2 separate regions of the Macaca mulatta genome follow, and region 2 is linked to region 1. A link is a contact called in public Hi-C data. All regions are on one chromosome and are shown on one strand. The core of a region is the stretch at or near the end of the contact, and the rest is flanking DNA. Distances in the headings are between cores, read along the strand shown. Region 1 holds the start of ATXN7L2 (ataxin 7 like 2). Region 2 holds the start of PSMA5 (proteasome 20S subunit alpha 5).

Region 1 (3,772 bases), core at 892-3,391:
TGTTCTCTGTCAGGAGAGCCTTCATTTAGGCTATGGCCTCACTCTCCATGGCCACCCTAAGAGGAAAGGCTACTTCACCTCATTACCTCCGGAGGGCTGGGCGGGGCCAAGTGCCTCATCGGACTCATGCTCTCTCCAACCAGAGCTGGCATCGCTGCTTTGCAAAGTGGGGCCTGAGGTAGAAGAAGGTGTCTGGTTTCTCCAGCTGCTGTAGGAGGCTAACGGGCAGGGCACTTGCCCTTTGTCCCACTAGATTCTAACCCAGCGCCAGGGTGCCCACCTAGGACCTTTCCTGGACATGAGTTTCCATCACTCTCACGGCCATCAGTCTCCTACTTCTGGGATTGCAGATCAGGGGTAGGGGGAGAATGTTGCATGTTGTTTTCCGGTGCTTGTTATTATACATTTGAATAAACAGTGCTGCAAGTACTTGCCATGAAGGATCTGAGACTGGAGTCCTTCTGGGGATTTATTTTTTCTTCCTCTCCCTTGCTTTAAGTTCTTGGTCAAATATCAGGACTTTCACCAAGGTGCTTTCCACTCTGTACCCCAAGCAACAAAGTCATACTCTGTTGCTTGGGGTACAGAGAGGAGAGCAGTTATTTCTAGCAGGCTCTCGTCTAGTGACATCTCCTCTTTTGGTGGCACCCAATTAGACCAAAGTAACTGGGACTCATTAGCAATTCTGGAGCAAACTCAAAAGGTGAGAGATAGTGGCTTCCACAAAGCTGTTTCCATTTGCTCTCCTACCATCTGTGACCCAAACACGCTTCCTGTCAGGAGTTAAGGGCCATATGCTTCGCTTTCTTAACTATCAGCTTCTTGTTGAACAAACTTGTACCTCTATCCCCCTTCAGAGAGTCACACACTACATTTACATCCCCTAGAAAAATACACTTGAGTACAACTGAACATTTAATTTTTAGCAGATTCCTGGATGCCCTAGGGATCATCTGTGGGTCTCAGGTTGAGATTCCCTGCCCTCAGAGATTATTCTTGAAGTACTTATACCTTCCCTGGATGAAAAGAAGAAAATCTAAGGTCTTGCTCCCAAACTTGTTTTTCCCTTAGCTAAAGGGTCAAGAGTAGGGGGTGAGGTGTGAGACGTTGAGGAGGAAAAAGGATTAGTATTTCTTTTTTAATGTGATGGGGGGTTGGGTGGGAAATGGAGGAGGCAGACTTTTGTCTCTTGATTGTGTGAGGGTGGGAAGAAATGTTATCAGCTGAGAAGATGAAATAAATGGATGATTAAGGTACTTTCCAGACCTTAGCAAGGAAGATGACAGCTCTGATGAGAAATCTCCCTATGCCGAGGCTTCAGAAGCAGCCCTTCCAGCAGAGAAAGTATTCATTAGAAAAAGAAGGCCAAGTGATGGATGGAGTCAGGGTCCAGCCAGGGTTTGGGAAGAGGCGGTACAGGGTATCGATCGCAGTTCTCAGGAGAAGAGAGACGGATCAGCAGAGATGCTGCAAACACCAGCCGCCTCGGGGCCACCCCAGTTCCAGGGCTGGCTCTGGCTCGGAGACAGCCTTCTGTCATCGTGACAGGTGATTTTGGTCAGCTTGGCCAGGTCCTCTCAAATCCAGACAACGCCACTCCAACCCTCTGCTCTGTATCAGGGCAGTGTGGGTTTCCCACAGAGGAGGCACGACACGGGAGCCGAGGCCCTCCCCCACACCACCCCGGTGTCCTTCAGCACATCCTACAGACTCCCTCCCCTTGCCCTTCTGATTCACAGCGCCCACCTCCCTGCACCTACCCTATTCGATCTACAGGGGAGCGGAGTCGCTTCGTGGCCGCCAGCCCGGGAAGGGGCGCCAGCCAGCTGGCGGACGCATGGCTTAGAGGGGTGTCTGGGCTGAGAGAGGTTTGGGGCTGGGGAGAGGTGCAGTGAGCTTGGGAGAGTGGACTGGTAGCACAAATAATGTGTGCATAAGGATTAGAAGAGGAGATCCTGGAGCTTTGGTCTTCTTTTTTCCCCCTGTAATTGTGCATTTCGGAGGGACTCTTGCTGCAAGCTCGGTAGGCAATAGCATCCGCTCCAAGACTACACTTCCCAGAAAGCTGTGCGGGAGGGAGAGGGGCCGGGAACAGGCAACCTGTGCTGCGCTTGCGCAAAGACTGAGCTGGAAAGGCAGGTGGGGGGGAGAGGGGAGGCGTGCCCGCGACGGGGCGAGGGGGAGGGGGCCGCGCGGCGGCGGCGCCAGGGCGGGCGCGCGTCCGCGGCGGTGATGGCGGTGCGTGAACGCGCGGCGGCAGCAATGGCCGCTCTGGAGCGGCGGGTGCCGAGTCTCGATGACTTCGCGGGACAGAGCTGGAGCTCGTGGGTGGAGCGGGCCGACCTGCCCGCGACTGACGGTGAGTGAAGCCATCCTAAAGTCCGGGGACCCCATCACTATCTCCCCTCCCCCCTTCCGGGCCCCCGCCAGCTGAGGGGAGCCGCCGACTGGAGCCGCCGTCCGGCTCCCCGGCCCCCCAAACAAAGGACCCGCCGGGTCCTAGTGCCCGCCTGCTCCGTCACCTTCGCGCCTCCGGGTCCTAGCGCCGGCTCACCGCTTACAGCCCACCCTGCCCATCTCTGCCTCTGCCAGTCCCCAATACCTGCCCCCCACATAGGCTTGCCTTTATCTTTCTCCTTGCCTGCTGCCCCCCAGCTCGCGCCCCTCCTGCACCTGCCTCCGGCTTTCCCTGTCCGCAACAGTCTTCTCCACGTGTTTCCCACGCACCCCACTTCTGTGCCCCCTTCCTCACCCTCCTTGTTCCTTCGCCTTTTGCCCCACACCTCCTGCTCCTTTTCGGCATTTGCCTGCAGCTGCAGTGCTTTTAGACCCCCGCCCCCTCCGCGTTAGTTCGTCCGTCCATCCATCTATCCTCCCTCCCTCCCTCCATCCTTCGGTCCATCCATCCATGCCTCTAACCCACTGTCCTTTCCCAGGCCTCTTGCCCTGCCTCTTGGCTCTCTCCTCTGACTCTCACCTTCTCTAGGCCCCTGAGTGTCTTAGTGAGCGGGCCTACAGCCCCTTCTTCTGATCTTTGTCTTCTGGGCCCCAGGGAGCACCTGGCCTCGTGGCCTTTCGGGGTGACAGCAGGCATCACGCCCCTGAAGAAGTTTGCAAGTGAGAAGAGGTGGAGGAGGAGACTGCATGGAGGGGTCTCTAATGACACTTGTTCTCCTCTGAGACATCCGACTCCCAGTTTTGTTCTGTCCATCATTCCCCGCACTTGCATTTCACGGACTTAAGAGTGGGAGCTGCCCCTTGTCTCTTGCGTGCCTAACCCACCACCCCTCATAATCTGGATATTATATAAGATTGTCAACAATCTTCTCATCCTAGAAAGGAGCATATCTGTTAATGAGCATCAGAGATCAGACCTAAGCGGGAGCCCAGGCCACCCTGGGACTGCCCCATGCTGGGTGGGCAAGGATGGGGCCATTGTCAGGGTCTGGGTGCATTGAGAACCGGAAATGGAGTCAGACGGGTTTGGTGACTCAGAATTGATTTTTTTTTTCCAAGGGACAGGGAGGGGGCGTAGAGGAGGGAGGGGGGAGGAGAGAGGTAGGGGGATGGGGAAAAAGCTGCTTTGCACAGCTAAGATGTTTTTGTCATTAACCCAGAAACTGAGGTACAAGGGCAACCCCTGCCCAAAGCCCCTCTAAGAAGGGGAGGGACTTGCATAGCTGACCAAGGAGACTTTGAAGATGCTCAAGGACCAAAGACAGCAGTTTTTCTGCTCTGTGACCATCCTATCAGTGCAGGACCTGAGAAGCTG
Region 2 (3,784 bases), core at 919-3,418, 58 kb before region 1:
AGTTACTTCTATAAACAATTTTTTTTTTTTTTGGAGACAAGATCAGCACCACCATACCTGGCTGATTTGTTTTTAATGTTTAGTAGAAACGAGGTCTCACTATGATGCCCAGGCTGGTCTCCAGCTCCTGAGCTCAGGCAATCCTGCCTCGGCCTTCCAAAGTGCTGGAATTACAGGCATGAGACACTGTGCCTGTAAACAATTCTTTAAGAGTCTCAGGCTGGGCGAGGTGGCTCTCACCTGTAATCCTAGCACTTTGGGAGGCCAAGACAGGTGGATCACGAGGTCAGGAGTTCAAGACTACCCTGGCCAAGATGAGGAAACCCAGTCTCAACTAAAAATACAAAAATTAGCCGGGCATGGCGGCACTGACTGTAATCCCAGCTACTCAGGACGCTGAAGCAGAGAATTGCTTAAACCTAGGAGGCTGGCCAGGTGCGGTGGCTCATGCCTGTAATCCCAGCACTTTGGGAGGCCAAGGCGGGTGGATCACGAAGTCAAGAGATCGAGACCATCCTGGCCAACATGGTGAAACCCCGTCTCTACTAAAAATACAAAAATTAGCTGGGCGTGGTGGTGCGTGTCTGTAGTCCCAGCTACTTGGGAGACTGAGGCAGGAGAATCGCTTGAACCCGGGAGGCGGAGGTTGCAGTGAGCCAAGATCATGTCACTGCACTGCAGCCTGGCGCCAGAGCAAGACTCCCTCTCGTCTCAAAAACAAACAAACAAACAAAACCCGGGAGGCGGAGGTTGCAGTGAACCAAGATCACATCACTGCACTCCAGCCTGGGCGACAGAGCGAGACTTTGTCTCAAAAGAGTCTCCTATATGAGAGCAAGGAGCTTGATTTTGTCCATTGCTGTAGCACCAGCACCTAGAACAGTGCCTTGTTCACAGCAAGCACTCAAGCACATTAACTAAGAGAATAAAAAGGGATGTATTTTAGGCCGTCTTGGGAAGACAGAAAAATAATTAACAAAGCAGTCAATACATATGTTAAGTAAATGGCCACAAAATTTAATAAATGATTTCTGATAAGGATAACAATTTCTATCATACACACCCTAACTCAAAATTATATGTCACCCGAGGATGATTCTCTTCAATGTTCTGGAAGTTAAATATCGACCAACAAAGTCACTTTGTAGGACAGTGGGGAAATATGTCAAAACTTCACACACATCTTCTATGAGTCAGTAAAAAAAGATGAAAAAGTGGTAACTGCAAGTGGTCAGCATATACTTGACAGGATCAGCATATACTTGACAGGAAATGCAGCTTCTGACACCACTCAGTACAAAGAAAATGTCTGCCTTCCCTGACTTAAAAAAAAAAAAAACTTAGTAGCTATGTAAAAACTTAACTCATGAAAACAGAAACTGAAAGTAAAAATGTCTACAGCATAAATATGTACAACTTAATATTGTGCACATTTTCACACCACAAGTTTTTTAAAATTTGCTTTAAACTTTTAAAAAGTCAGAAAAATTTTGGTCAGTTGGAATCAGCATGATGAGAAATCTCTTGAAAACCACTCTAAATTCCAGTTCCTATAAAATCAGACTCCAGACAATATATCCAGCCAAAGCTACGACTGCGTTCGCGCTTCTGCAGAAACTATACATCGCAGCATGCCCTACTACAAACCAGTTGCTTTTTCTGCCAGGAGGCACGTTTAACTTTTTGTTTGTTTGTTTAAGGCAGTCATACTAGGCACGAAAAGATGAACGGGGCAAGGGGTGACCCTTGGCCCTCTCCGGGTTCAAGTTAGGAGTACCACCGGCTCCTCACGCCTTCTTTACCAAGCACAAGTCGGAGCTTCTCGCTTCCGCACTGAGTTAGGACCCAGGGGGTGACTCAGCGGTAGGACAAGTGCCGCCGATGTGGTCTACCTTGGGGAACCACGGCGGGCGCCTAAGGAAGGCAAGAGATCCCCAGGTCCGGCCAATCTCGGGTTCCTGGGGAGCCCCATGACACGGCAGAACCCAGGCCGCCCGGCCAGGTCCCGGGCCTGCCCACCCGTAATTCCCACCCGACGTCCCCCAGCCGCACGGACCTGTCGTACTCAGACCGGGTGAGAAACATGGCGAGGGCAGGAGGAGGCAGCGGCTACGCGGGGATTCTGAGGACCAACACGACTACACCGGCGCCCAACTCACCCACACCGCCACAGTACCAAAGACCAACTGCGCGTGCGACCGCGACCTCTTTAGCCCGCCTTCCTGTGCCTGCTTCCTATTGGCTAATAGTAGTTCCCGCTGAGGTGATTGGGCCAACGCGCTTCCTCGCCAGGGCATGGTTGGTCCGGAGGAGGAGGACCAGTGAGGTACTTCCGCCTTAAATCTCGGGTGGTTGCTAGGGACGATTGGAACCCGAGGCGTGTAGTGAGTTAGCCTTTTAGAGAAGGTGTGAGCCCGCCCCAAGACTGGCAATTGAAAGGGCTTGCACGCAGAGCTGGGCTGTCTGAACCCTGACTTAATAGGTCCCTCGCCGGCTCCCGTAATCCCAGCTAGAGTACTTTGGCCCGGTTTCCTGCAAGGGCCCCACCTACTTTCTCTTCGCAGGGTTCCCTCTCTTAGGGTTCCTCCGCGGTGTTCTCCTTGCCGGGTCGAAGGCTCCAGGACTTTGGACGGCAACGGGTCCGCTACAGTGGGTCTGAGCCGGCGCCGCGGACTAGTCCCTTAGCTTCAGCCAGTTTGGCTCGTTTATTGAGAAAAGCAGGGGGCGAGGGGTTAGTATGTAAGAAAGTCTTCGAGTTTCCATATGGTTAAGGTAATTTTATCAACTCTTTCTTGCACCCCTCCACCTAGTACAGGTTTCAGACCTAAATAACCTAGAGTTCAGGATCCGACTTCAAAATATTCACTGCTTTTTCTGTTATTTGTTAAAAAAAAATAAGTGTTTTCTGTGAGCCCACATCGTGCCATTGCACTGCAACCTGGGCAACAGCCAAAACCTATCCGGAAAAAAAAAAAAAAAAAGAGCGCTTTCTTTATCGACGCTTCCTGCTTCCCTTCAATAAGTTGCTTAAGGAGCAACTTTACAGCTTCGAAATAACACTATAATTGAAGTATTTGTTCAAGAAAGGCAAGTACGAACTCTTGGCACGGGGGTGGGGAATAGAGGGAAATATTGGTCAAATGATACAAAGTTTCAGTCAGACAAGGTGGATGAGTTCTATAGTTAATAATCATGTATTGTGTACTTGAAATTGTGAAGAGGGTACACCTTAAATGTTCTCACCACAGGAAAGTATGTGAGGTGATGGATTATGTTGATTAGCTTCATTATTCGCAGTGTGTGTATATGTATATCAAAACGTCACGTTGTATACTATAAACATGAACAATTTCTATTTGTCTCTTACACCTTAATAAAGCTGGAGTCGGGGGAAAGAAGTCATTTATGCTAGAAAGGGAAATGGCAGCATCTCATTTCCAGTTATTAATGTGATACCACTAGTCGAGTCCTTAACCTCTGAAGGCCTGTATCTTTCCAGTAAAGTTCATTCTTGGTCCTAGATTAGGTTTGTAAGTCACCAAGGCATTTCAAAGGTCTAGGAAATGTACAAATATGCCTTTTGAGTATTAGCCAACATCTGTTTTCCCCACCCGTTATTTTCTGACTTCCTTCATGGATTCAGTAGGAATTTAGTTTGGTCATCCCTGGCCAATCAGATGTTTAGCACTAATAAAACTGAGGAAAAACTCCAAGTAGCAATCCTCAGGGATCTGTTAGATTTCTGAGAAAAGAATGGTAATTTTTAGCTTTCTTGTCAGTTTTC

What was found. Hi-C and Micro-C count contacts between places; a contact is called where the count stands out from the background.
Region 2: a Hi-C map of fetal cortex germinal zone shows a contact between it and region 1, with 1.8 times the contacts expected there. The contact joins the promoter of PSMA5 here to the promoter of ATXN7L2 in region 1. A contact is called at or near these places in 4 of 14 Hi-C or Micro-C datasets (CD4 T cells, fetal cortex germinal zone, fibroblasts and 1 more).

What each region holds. Positions count from the first base shown.
Region 1 is chr1:130,720,160-130,723,931 of T2T-MMU8v2.0, reverse strand. It overlaps ATXN7L2 (ataxin 7 like 2), which reads left to right and starts at 2,141. Exons shown (of 12, transcript XM_015147731.3): 1 at 2,141-2,359. The coding sequence starts at 2,233. It overlaps SYPL2 (synaptophysin like 2), which reads left to right. Exons shown (of 6, transcript XM_001090749.5): 6 at 1-436.
Region 2 is chr1:130,778,071-130,781,854 of T2T-MMU8v2.0, reverse strand. PSMA5 (proteasome 20S subunit alpha 5) reads right to left here and starts at 2,168. Exons shown (of 9, transcript NM_001260609.2): 1 at 2,057-2,168. The coding sequence starts at 2,085.